2 separate regions of the Capsicum annuum genome follow, and region 2 is linked to region 1. Evidence: chromatin contacts called from public Hi-C data. All regions are on one chromosome and are shown on one strand. Each heading gives the region's core, a stretch centred on a gene start, on an enhancer-like site or on the middle of the called end of the contact. The rest is flanking DNA. Distances are from core to core; before and after follow the strand shown. Region 1 has its middle 24 kb from the start of LOC107842982. Region 2 overlaps LOC107842983 (cation/H(+) antiporter 20).

Region 1 (3,386 bases), core at 250-2,749:
GGAAACAGTCTTCTTCATTCCATAACAATAAATTGGGCTACATATAAAATTTGTACACCGACAGTTACAACTAGCAGCATGAAGGATTCAGCTCCTCTCCATTTTCCCCAAGTTCCTACTTGGATGAAAGACACTTGAAATGAGTTAAAATGGATGGTTCATTTATGTATTTGCTTCCAAAATTTTTAGTAATTTCAAAATTATTTTATCCATAAATATATATATTTTTTAAATTCTCTCTCTTCTTAACCTTTTTTTTTTCTAACCACGATTTAACTAGAAAAAAATTACTCTATGGTAAATATGTATATATAAATATATTCTATGGTAAAAAAAAAAGTTAATAGATACACCCTTATCATTTTAAAAACTTGAGGAAAGTAAAGATAATAAAAATGAAGAGGAGCCGAATCCCAATATGAATAAGTCGGTCTTTCATCACATCAATTTTTATCAGTTTTTCTTAATTAAATATATAACAATATACTTTCAAATATATATTAATTTGACCATAGTTCAAATATCACTATCAAATCAATATACACTCATTTTTTCGCTTCAATTTGATTTGATTTTTTGGTTTTCATGAATAAATCATTGGTACCCCTTGTAGATTCCAGGAGTTCTTTTTTTAGATATAAAAACTATCAAAAAAAAAAAAAAAAAGAGTTCTCGTGAAAAAGACCACTCTATGGCTCCCTCAATTTTGCTATTTTTTTTTGTGTGTGTGTTTGTGTGGAAGAAAATAAAGATACTGTGATTAGTGCAATCACGCCCATCCACTACCTTATGTTCAACAAGTACATAATACAATTTTGTATATATCCATGTGTGATGTTTTCTACAATTTTTTTCCTACTTGGTGTTGGATATCCGTATCGGTAAGACTCTAATTCATATTAAAAAGTTTTATATGGAAGTAAAATATTTTTTAACAAAGATGACTTTATATTCAAAAAGATTCAAACTCAAAATCTGTGGTTAAGAATAAAAATCACTTATTACTAATTGTTTACCACAATTTTTTTCGGTCAAAAACACTTTAAAACAAAGTTTCATCTTGGTGTTATTGGCAAAATTTTGATCCATGTAAAATTTGACTTTGTTGATCAATCATTTCTTGCTTTCCTCTACACCACCTTCCACTTAACAAAGTGGATCAAATAGTATAATTTCATTATTCTTTTGTGTTCCTTGTGATTTCTATCTAATAGAAATATAAGAGGGTTGGTTCGCTTTTTTTTTTTTTTTTTCAATTCCGGTGATTGATATTTGTATTGGATTCGATTAAATTTGAATTCATACATTACACGATCATTTTTGAGGGTAGCATTTTTAACAAATTCTTTTAGTTAAATTTGAATTTGTATATTACAAGATTATTTTTTAGGACACCATTTATAATGGATTTTTTTTTCTTTATATCCTCAAAGACTCAAATTCAAAATATTTGATTAAGAATTGGGAGATCTCGAATTATTCTGCCATCTAATCCATGACGTTGGTAGATGATTGCTCAGTCTACATATCTTATCATGAGTTACAACTATAATTTCGACCACAATTCTGCAAATAATATAAGTGGAGTTGGACCGACCTACTCTTTTTATCACAAGTTATGCCTCGGAGTATCAGGTTTAGAACACTTAATTTCGATGTAAATTCAGACTAACTTTATTTCTTTCCTTTTTATTTTTATTTTAAAAAGAAAAACCTAAGTTACATATTCTAATGCTCCATGATAAATGCTATATGTCAATATTGTTAATTATTAATTTATACATAATGTTAGAGATGGTGAAATTAGCCCATGAAATCAGAATACGATCATTTCGTTCAAGTTTAAGTTGTTTATTGATCCGTCTATTATTAACTTTAGTCTATTCATTCCACCAAAATTTGGATTGATATCTAACTCAACTTGATCCAAGAGAAATCTTGTCAAAATATATTTAAAAAGTCACTTTGTGATATGTTATATATAATCATAATAAAAAATAATAATAATTTTACTAGATACGAAAAAATTATAAAGAACAAACGAAACAATTAAACCTTGGTAAGAATAGAATATGATAATTGATAGGTTTTGACCCGCATTTTTATCAATTTCAGCCCAACCCATTTTTGTCCAATTAAATTTTAGATGGAATAATGACCCTATATATTTAGATAATACTTGTTTAGGATACGTGCGTTGCACGTGTATTTAATGTTAAAGAAGAAAGTTTCATGTATAAAAAGAACAAACTCATTATATTCAAATCAATGAATAGACGACTTTAATAATAGGAGAAAGGTCCGAAAAGTATCTAACTTTGGAGAAATTTGATCTAACATGCCTCAACTTTGTGGGGGGCCTATGACCCCCTCCCCCTCCCCCATACTATTTATTATCATATTTCTGTGGCATATATTTGTCAGTTGGACCACTGCGTGAATCACGCACATTGAGCACGTCAGGATCTGAATAGGGTCTTTGCGGTAATAAATATTCCAGGGCCTCATAGAATCCTCACAAAGTTAAGGCATGTTACAACAAATTTCACCAAAGTTTAGTTATATTTCAAATCTTTTTCTCATAATAATATATAAACAATTAGACTTCTCTATAACAATCCCTGCTTATAACGGTATTTCACTATAGCGACTTGATTTTCATCGAAACAGATTTTTCATATTATATGTTACTTCACTATAACAAAATTCTACCTATAACAACAATGCCGTTTACTATAGTGGTAGACTCGTTTTAAAATTACCTCTTTATAACAATATATTCAAATATGTTTTAATATTTATATTCGAAAAAAATATATTATGTACGGTTCCTCTTTATAACAATATATTCAAATATGTTTTAATATTTATATTCTAAAAAAATATATTATGTACGGTATAAAATAAAATATTAATGATAACGTGCAATCCATTGATTTGAAGTGATAACTTAGATCTTTAGGCAAATTGAAAACTAATGTTGGAGTTTCTTTTTTATAACCTAATCACTGTTAAAGGTAAATAATGAGGTTATCATGAACATAACTTCTCGTGTAGAAATTTAAGAATATTTTCTCCATATAACAAATAAATATAACTTTATCAAAGAATTTAGTTTAAAATAAGTGTTATCTTAGAAATTCAAGACAAAAATTTATAAAATGTTTTTTCAACTATTCTCGTAAACTCCACTTTTTAATAGTGGTCAATTTTCAAGAAATATTTATTAAATAGAAATTGTTAATAAACTATATATTTATATATTAATGTCTTAATGGATGTGATTTTTGATAATGTTACACTTATTTTGAGATGAAGGGAATAATTCTTTGGAGAGTTTCAAATGAATTTTGATGACATTCCATACTATAAAAAAATGATTAATT
Region 2 (3,386 bases), core at 353-2,852, 75 kb after region 1:
AGCTAATGAACTAGCTTTTTAGGGTGAATTGACTTCAATATCTTTTTTCCAATTATGACATTAGAATCATATTTATTTCAATTCTTAGTCTAACTGATATTAAGACTCATATTTTTTGCCCATGCTCTAGTTTGCAAACTTGGGTGTACCGGAATTTCCAATATTTTTTTATAAGTGAGCTTTTGGAGATAAGTTATACCAAGAAAAGAAAACTTTCATCAAGCATTTGATAATTGTTTGTTGCGTCATTTCTTCATCCCAATTCCTTATGATGTCACATGCCAACAGCTAGCCCCAGTGATCACTTCTCACAGTTCATGTCGTTCATTGATGATTTATAACTTTGAAATAATTGTCATTCACTTATTTATCCAGTTGGAAATCGATGAAAGGATAATATAAAGCTGAAAGAGTTACGTAACCTATACTATAAGTTGACTAGTTATATACAGTTATGATGACAATTAAAGGAGAAATTTAATGATCTCTAGTTCCACCGTTTAATAATCCTATGCAAGAAAGCAACTACTCCATCATTTATTTATTTTTGGCTCATGTTGATTTGATAATAGGAAAACATTGATTGTCAAGTAGAGATTTATTTTATTAAACTAATATCATTTTATTAGGTTTTGAAAAAATTAAATTTGACTATTAATATTTCAGTTATTTAATAATAGGAATAATATTAAAAGAAGATAATAAATTTGTTTTGGTAAGTTGAAACAACTTAACAACTACTGTTTTTAGTAAAAAGGGCAAAACGCGGAGTATATCTTGTACCCAAAATTCAGGTCAAATGATTTCATTTTGGGGAATTGGCTTTTAGTCCCTCAAATACATATACATTTTTATTTTGATTTTTGTATTTTTTTATTATGCTCATTTAATCTTCAATTAATATGTGTACTTTTGATTTATTTAACTATGAATCTTCGCAAATTCAATAGATTACTAAGTGTTTAATCATTTAATTATTTATTTATTATATTATATTATATTAGAATGTGATTTCACCTAAATAAGCATACACTAACTTAAGAGATGATTAAATACTTAATTTATTCCTTGATGCATATTAATTCTTAGATTCAATTTCTAGTTACGTTTTTTCCCTTGGCACGAGGAATAGTCATTTATTACACTAATATTTTGACATCATATATACTACTACAAATATTTAATTTAATTTTATTTTTTTCTCCATTAGGTTTTGGACGATGAGACATTTGCAATATTGGTGATCATGGCTCTTTTCACAACCTTCATTACAACTCCTATAGTAATGGCTATTAACAAGAAACCATCATCAAAGGAAGATTTTCAACTCGAAAAACCACAGAAAAAGACCAAAAAACAAAACAATCTCCAAATCCTAGCGTGCTTACGTGGCCCGAGAGATGCACATACGCTCATTAACCTCATAGAGTCACTAAGGTCCGATAAAAACAACAATAACTACGCCTCAGTCATCAAACTATACGTGATGCGACTCGTGGAATTCACCGACCGGCTCTCGTCTATAACCATGGTTCAACGCACCCGAAAGAACGGGTTCCCGTTCATCAGTGGGGTGCTCCGCGGAGACAACTCGACCGATCAAGTGGGCGCAGCGTTCGAGGCGTATAGCACGCTAGGACGGGTCATTGTTCGACCCGCAATGGCTATATCTGGTTTATCGGACTTGCATGAGGATATTATTCATGTTGCGGAGAAAAAACGAGTTGAATTGATTATTTTGCCATTTTATAAATATTGGCAAATAGAAGGGAATGAAGTGGAGATTCATGCAGGTAAGAGGGTAAAATGGATAGGTTGGGTTATGTTTGAGCGGGTTAAAAGTATATTTTAAAATTAATAAACGAATTGAGTTACGGTCGGGTTATATTTGGGCAGGTCAAACGTATACTTTTAAATGAATAAACAAGTTGAGGCATGCATGACCAATCAAAATTTGCTTTAGGTCAAGATAAGCAGGTCAATTTGAATCAAATAATAGGTCATAATCTAATCTGTTCAACCCAATGGTTTTCATATATATTTTTTTTTTCGATATTTTGTTTAATTATCAAATCAAACTAGTCATAGCTTTTCTAGCTATTTGTTATGACCATATCAAACACATCAAACTGAAAAAGAGTTACTACAATGTTTTGATAATTAAGTTTTTTCACAATCAATATTTTAGTTCTAAATATGGAGTGAATAGTGGGCTATTAATAACTCAGAAGTCTCAAACTCATCCAGATCTTACTCGTTACATGATTTTTGTAGTAATTTGTTATATTACCGAGTAGAAAATTTCTTCTTATCATTATATACACTAACATATTAAAATAATACTAAATAATTAATCTGTCAAAATTCTCATGGATCGATTTGGTCAGGCTACATATTTAGCTAAAACTAAGCCCAAACTTATACGATCGAATGTCAAATGTGCTGAGCTAATAAGTAGACAGATCATTAAACCGCCAACCTTGAAATAGTTTTCGAGTCATGTTTTTGCATGTACTAATTTAGTCAACCCTATGTATGCCTCCCAAATTTGTCCACCCTTTTAAATGACAAGTTGGAGTACTACTCCAAAATGACTCGTCTCAATCCGCCCAAATCTAGGGGGATTGAGCGGATTATACTTTCATGAGCTAAATTTTTCCCTCGACATGCAGGGCAAGGATGGAAAATGGTGAATGAGAGAGTGATGAGTCGAGCGCCGTGCTCGGTAGCGGTGGTGATTGATCGTGGACTACAAGTTAACAATGGGATGAGAGTTTGCATTGTGTTTTTTGGAGGAGTTGATTGTTGTAAGGCATTGGAAATTGGTAGTAAAATGGTTGAACATCCTGCTATTAGAGTTACATTAGTAAGATTCATTCATCCTGGAAGTACTAATTTTGATGAAGCTCAAAGGTAAAATTATTAACCCTTCTATTGCACTGCTATTTTAGAAGTTATTTATACAATCACGGGGCCGTGGAAACAGCCTCATGCAGGAATGTAAGGTGAGTCTGCGTACAATAGATTCTTGTGATTCGTCCCTTTTCTGAATCTCACACATAGGGGGAACATTAGTGTATCGAATTGCCCTTTTACAATCAAGTTATGATCATGTCACTTATATATTAATTTCAAGTAAATTTTTATCCTTACTTCTTGCAACATCCATGGTCAAAATAGAAATTAACTTGCTATCTATAATTTTAAGTTATGGTTCTCGACTGCAACTCTTTTTGTTCACTAGATTTTGAATAAATTATTTATAATACATGTTGTGTGGATTCATAACACAAATGTAAGATTTGATCTGACGCTATCGAGTTCCGTCGAACCCGTAAACTTAATTCTATTGATAGTGTAAAAATCCTTATATTGCCATTATATTA

Evidence for each region. Hi-C and Micro-C count contacts between places; a contact is called where the count stands out from the background.
Region 2: a contact with region 1 is called in a Hi-C map of leaf, with 2.6 times the contacts expected there. The contact joins two enhancer-like sites. A contact is called at or near these places in 3 of 5 Hi-C or Micro-C datasets (bud, leaf and placenta).

Annotation. Positions count from the first base shown.
Region 1 is chr9:24,122,947-24,126,332 of UCD10Xv1.1, forward strand. No RefSeq gene overlaps it. Among protein-coding and RNA genes, the nearest start is that of LOC107842982, 24 kb to the left of the region's middle. Within about 2 kb of position 1,500, at least 3 of the 5 cell types and tissues checked have an H3K27ac peak or open chromatin away from gene starts, as enhancers often do. A contact at or near this core is called in leaf, where this site is marked.
Region 2 is chr9:24,198,294-24,201,679 of UCD10Xv1.1, forward strand. It overlaps LOC107842983 (cation/H(+) antiporter 20), which reads left to right. Exons shown (of 6, transcript XM_016687096.2): 4 at 1,211-1,793; 5 at 2,673-2,913. Among protein-coding and RNA genes, the nearest start is that of LOC107842983, 7.9 kb to the left of the region's middle. Within about 2 kb of position 1,603, at least 3 of the 5 cell types and tissues checked have an H3K27ac peak or open chromatin away from gene starts, as enhancers often do. A contact at or near this core is called in leaf, where this site is marked.